Regions from separate parts of the Xenopus laevis genome. Here region 1 is linked to region 2. The links are chromatin contacts, called in public Hi-C maps. All regions are on one chromosome and are shown on one strand. Each heading gives the region's core, a stretch centred on a gene start, on an enhancer-like site or on the middle of the called end of the contact. The rest is flanking DNA. Distances are from core to core; before and after follow the strand shown. Region 1 overlaps LOC108718775 (MAGUK p55 subfamily member 7). Region 2 holds the start of wac.L (WW domain-containing adapter protein with coiled-coil).

Evidence for each region. A called contact is a pair of places that touch in the nucleus more often than the background predicts.
Region 1: a contact with region 2 is called in a Hi-C map of the XTC cell line, with 5 times the contacts expected there. The contact joins the enhancer-like site here to the promoter of wac.L in region 2. A contact is called at or near these places in 3 of 4 Hi-C or Micro-C datasets (the XL177 cell line, the XTC cell line and animal cap).

The regions. Positions count from the first base shown.
Region 1 is chr6L:23,560,699-23,563,465 of Xenopus_laevis_v10.1, reverse strand. The region is part of intron 3 of LOC108718775 (MAGUK p55 subfamily member 7); the gene reads right to left. Among protein-coding and RNA genes, the nearest start is that of LOC108718775, 53 kb to the right of the region's middle. Within about 2 kb of position 1,340, at least 1 of the 7 cell types and tissues checked has an H3K27ac peak or open chromatin away from gene starts, as enhancers often do.
Region 2 is chr6L:23,483,156-23,486,199 of Xenopus_laevis_v10.1, reverse strand. wac.L (WW domain-containing adapter protein with coiled-coil) reads left to right here and starts at 1,783. Exons shown (of 13, transcript XM_018267207.2): 1 at 1,783-2,190; 2 at 2,368-2,470. The coding sequence starts at 2,150.

The DNA.
Region 1 (2,767 bases), core at 91-2,590, 78 kb before region 2:
CCTGCGGTTGGAGGGGGCCACAGGAGGTATAGGGACCTCATAAGGGCCTTAAATAATAAGCAATTTCAACATATATTGGTAAAAAAAATATTGGTATATTGGTAAACAATGGACAACCTCTAGTTATGTTGGAGGCCCTAAAATTAATTTGGTTTCAGGCCCAGTAACATCTAGTTACAACACTGTTCCAAACTATTATTTCTCCTCTCCTCACTAAATGGTTAGAAGTAAGAGGGCCATTAACAACTGGGCCCACCGGGAGTTTTCCTGGTATCCCTGTGGGCCAGTCTGACACTGGTGGTAATGCCCAACAATCTCCTGAAAATCTATGCCCACATGATACCCAGCAATCCAAGCTTCAGATGAGCCAAAGACTCCATCATGTGTCCTGCCTGGGCTCATTGTGAACAATTTTAAAAATATTTACTCAGTATCATCTTTGATTTAGTTAATGGTGTCTACATTCAAGAGCACAGGTGGTTTGACATATATTTGTTTCTCTTGGAAGAGCCTTTTATCGGACAATGAATATGCAAGGTCATGGCTCAGAGTGAAGAACAGAAAGAAGTAAGAGCTGCTTCCCACAATGTCTTTTCCCCACTTCCATAAATGCTGCTCATTAGGAGAGCAGGGAAGCAGCAAAGGTATTAAAGCTGCCATCTGTCAGCAGAATCTTGGCCACCGTTCACTGAGCACAACATGTACAATATGTAAAGACACTGGAAGATTTCCACAAAGAAGAGCGAGCCATAAAGCCTCCAAGAGATCGATGGGCAACCATTACTATTTATTATTGAGAGCAGTTAGCAAGTGCACAAATGCTGAGAAAGAACAAGAGCTCAAGAGTTCAACAGGCAAAAACCTAAAACTAGTGATGTTTGTTATGAGAAGAGAGGGGTTGCTCTGTGGCTTTGTCATTGGCTCAGACTTTGCATCAGTTCTTTGTAACCCTGATGTAGGTTGTAATTTGTTTTAATAATAAAATATCAGTTTAGCAATCTGTATATTTCCTTAATGTGGGTATAGTTCATGAAGATGCCTCCAAGGTCAAGTGTCTAGATATTAAATCCACCAAATCTCAGCTCCCCACAGCACTGGTTTCATTTATACATAGTTCCAGAAATATCCTGGGCAGGAAACAAGTGTTAACCTCAATTTTTTTCCAAAATTGACCTTCCAGCTGAGTTTCAGCTATCTCTAATACAAAAATTAGACATTCTCCCCAAATCTCACACTAACTGGTCTTCATCCTCAACCCTTGCCACTGCTCCAAGTCCAACAGTTTGGGAACCACTGCCTTACAGTGTGGCTTAGCCCTGAACAATGACATTCTACCAAAAAGGGATCAAATGCTTTAAATTTCTGGTGGACCTGTAGCAATTGCATGGGCTGGCATTCAGGTAAGGAAATATCCACAAATGATCAGCATAAAATCCTTTATTACTATTAATAATGTGAGATATAATGTGATATTATTATTTAATGTGAGATCTAAATTACAGAGACTGTACTTCTGTCTTTTATTATGTTATAACTATACCATGTCCGAGCTGATGTGCTCCTATATAATTATGACCAAGACCTTGGGATGCGCGTCCAAGTCTCTGATGCACTTCTGTAATTTAATTTCTGTAATGTAACCTTCCCACTGTCCTTGAGGCTTTGCTTTAGATTTAGCACTCTGTAATCTGTAAACCTCACATTTCATATGGGTTTTATAAAATCTTGGATTTGTGCATTTCAAGCTTTATTCCTGTATATTACACATGATGCAGACAAAATACTACAGTGAAGTGCAATCAGAATGGAACCTCAGGAACGGATAAAGGGGAAGTACAGATTCATCAGCACACAATCGTTGCACCAACATAATTCTCTGAGATAGACCCTAATGAGATTGACACTACTTTGGTGTCATTAGGACTTGTTGAGGAAACTAGGCCAAACAATGTTGTTAATTGCTAAATTGTTATTTCCGTTTTATGGCAGGAGAGGGATTGCCCACTCCGTAAATTCTTTAGAAGACAATCTCCTATTATAGTATGGGCATGGGTTTGTTATTTCTTTGTCCCCAACATAAAGGGACAGTCTGTGTAAGCCTCTATTTGCATTGGATGTATAGTATTACAGCGTTTATATGGGCTTTGTTGTCATTTAGTGAAAGGAACCAACATATCCTGAAGTGCAAGCCAAGAATGCCTTTAGCTCTACAACAACTCCCAGCATTGAATGATAACTCAACATACAGACCTACTGTGTATACATATTTACATACATAGCTCCTTGTTGAAGCAATCATTTGAAAGACATGGATTTAGTAACACAATACATTTTATAAACACATTACATATATTCAGCTCAGTAACCAGACTTGCATTTCACCTGGTACCAAATTCATCTCCCAGTACAGGTATAGGCTGGTTATCCAGAATGCTCGAGACCTGGGTTTTTCCGAATAAGGAACGTTCTGGATAACGTGTTTCCAGATAACAGATCCCATACCTGTATTTTCCTAGTGGAAAGCAACTGTATGTGATCACCATGCTGATAAGTAATAATGTTTAAGGGAATAGCCTGGGCCAGTGTTTATACTTCATTATAAATACAATTCCAGAAATTACTTAACAGGTGACTTAGGAGTCACCCCTGTTTTTGTCAGTATCATAATAGCCAGTATGATTTCCTAATTTGTCATTGACAGGTACAACGCACAAATATAGTAAATATAATTATTCTTTCAGATTATTTAGATAAAGAAACAAGCTTT
Region 2 (3,044 bases), core at 534-3,033:
TGCTTCCACACTTCTTCCTGTTACAGTTAGAGTTGTAGTATTTCTGGTCAGGTGATCTCTGAGGCAGCACACAGACCATCACGAAATGGTGGCTCAAGGCAAGAGATGTAAAAGAGCAATATTTACTTAAATATATATTCCAGTTTATTAAGATTCTTTAATATGCCACTTAATATGATATGAACTATCTGTTGCTTAAGTGTTAATTTTGGGAGTATAGTTTTCCTTTAACAAATCCAAGATAGGGAGTTCCTGTGACAACATTGAAGTCCTAGATCATTACTATTTACTGTTAGGGTTCAGTTCTGTTTTAAGAAAAGACCCCTATCAAGCACTGTGGCCTTTGCACTGGGGGAATTCTCCTGGTATGGACGACCACATTGGGGCACACGTATTTGCTTAATGAGCGAGGTGGCTATAGCACTCTATAAGGGACTTATCTTAAAAAAAATTCTATTGTTTCACCTATCTGCACTGAAGGCACTGTTAGCCTGCACCTCTAATAGGGGAATTTTTTTTTGGTGATAGGCGATCTTTAATTAGCCTTCCCAAACTCAAAAGTCACCCTCCGCCTATGCCGCAGTTCAAGGCAGCCATCTTCTTTTCTTCGATAAACTTCTGAAGCAGACCTTTGTTTTCGGCGCATGCACAGTTGGAGTAATTGTCCAGTCCCGAACAATTGCACATGTGCCGACAGTCACGTAAATTTCCGAATTTTCCCCCGGGTACCACCAAGGCTGAGGGGGGAGGAGGGAGGGAAGGTCTACGAAGGGTAGAGGATAGAGGTTTTTTATGTTATGGGTTTGTTTCTCCTTTAAAGGGGTGGTTCACCTTTAAGTTAACTTTTAGTATGTTATAGAATGGCCAATTCTAAGCAACTTTTCAATTGGTCTTCATTATTCAGTTTTTTTTTTATAGTTTTTTAATTATTTGCCTTTTTCTTCTGACTCTGTCCAGCTTTCAAATGGGGATCACTGACCACATCTAAAAACAAATGTTCTATAAGGCTAGAAATGTATTGTTATCGCTATTTTTCTATAACAACTTTCTATTCAGGCCCTCTCTAAAGGCATGGGATGATAAAAGATGCCGACAGACAGAGTTGTCAGCTTATTGGCCCGTGTGTGGGGCCATCCGATGGGCTTCCCTGATCGATATGTGGCGGAAAGTCGGCCATATCTCAGTTGGAAAGCGGGCGCAATTTGTGCGTTTATGCGGTTAATCCAACTGCCCATATCGCCTCCATTCTGATCCTATCGTTGGGCCCTAGGGCCCATGATGAGATCAGCCCGATATCGCCCACTTCAATGTCAATGCACGGTTGCTATGGTAATTTGGACCCTAGCAACCAGATTGCTGAAAATGAGCTGCAGAATAAAAAGGCTAAATAACTGAAAAACCACAATTAAAAAATGAAAACCAATTGCAAATTGCCTCAGAATGTTGCTCTCTACATCGTACTAAAAGTTAATTTCAGAGTAAAAAAACCCTTTAATAGGTTGTCAAACGCGATTTGCACCTTTATTGTATTCGCTAAACAAGCTAGAAGAATTAGTCTTTCAAAATAGTGCCTGCATGGCAAAATGTATTATATCAAACATCCCCAGTTTGCTCGGTACACGTCTACTCAAAGCAAAACCTGAGAAGCCCGATTTTCGTGTATTGTAATTGTGAGAAACAAATAAAGTTTTTTTTTTTTTTTTTAGAAAAAGGAAGCAGTGACGTAGCTGTCTGTAGGAAATCAGGGCGGAGGAAGGTGAGGTTGGGCTGAGCTTGCGCGCACTGACGCAGGAAAGGCTGGTGTGCGCATGCGCTCACGGATGAGTCGGTTTTGGTAGAGTCGCTGCGCGTCCCCGGAATATCCGCGCTCCCACTGCTTGCGTCGTGCCGTCTGTGTCTGTGTGTGCGGGGGGGAAGATGGATCGCGGGCACTCGCCCCATTAAACACATCGAACCCCCTGTATAAAGTCTCCCGAGCCTTTTAAAATAGAGGCGCCCACTTCCCGGATACCTCCGAAGGTTTCCGAGTCCCGCCGCCTCCCGGTGGTCGGGTTTATTATTATTATTATCCTCATCATCTCCAGCCCTCCCCCTCCTCCTCCTCCTAGCTCTCTCTCTCGCCTCCACACCCCACTCACACACGGCATTGATGGTAATGTATGCAAGGAAACAAGCGAGACTCAGTGATGGGTAATGCACCGCTTTCTCGTTACCTCACCCCCTTCTCCCTCTTTCCTCCCCTCTGGCGGAGACGCCATTTTTGTTGCGAACCCCCCGAGAAGTGGAGGCGGGAGGGAGCCTTGTCCCCCTCTCTCTTTATCCACCTCATCGTCTCTAACGGCGCTTCTCTCTCCTTGTCCTTTGCAGCTGTCACGACCGAAGGGACTCCCAACCCTACCAGGTATCGCCTACGAGCGCCGCCGCTACTCTAGCTCAGGCTTCGGCCTGTACAGTAGGCCCCGGATCGGAGGTTTGACTTTAGTACTGCAGCAATAGGGGTAGTAGTCTGTGTGAAACCAACTTGTCAGCATTCTCTCCGAGGCCTGTCTATCCCGCGGCCCTTCCAGCTGCATCTATATACCTGTCTCCTATATATACCTGTCTCCTATATATACCTGTCTCCTATATATACCTGTCTCCTATATATACCTGTCTCCTATATATACCTGTCTCCTATATATACCTGTCTCCTATATATACCTGTCTCCTATATATACCTGTCTCCTATATATACCTGTCTCCTATATATACCTGTCTCCTATATATACCTGTCTCTCTATATACCTGTCTCCCTATATACCTGTCTCCGGCAGCTGCACATGAAAGGGATAGTTTCCTTAATATGAACTTTTAGTATAATGTAGACTAACATTTTCATTTGCCCTTTATTTTTACTTCTATTTATGCTTTTTGAATTATTTAGCAATTTTACTCTGGTTGCTTGGGGTTAATCACTCTAGCAAGTAGGCAGTGCTTTTTTTTGACAGACCAGAACATGGATAGAAGGGTGTCTGAATAGACACATAAGTAATAATAAACCTGTA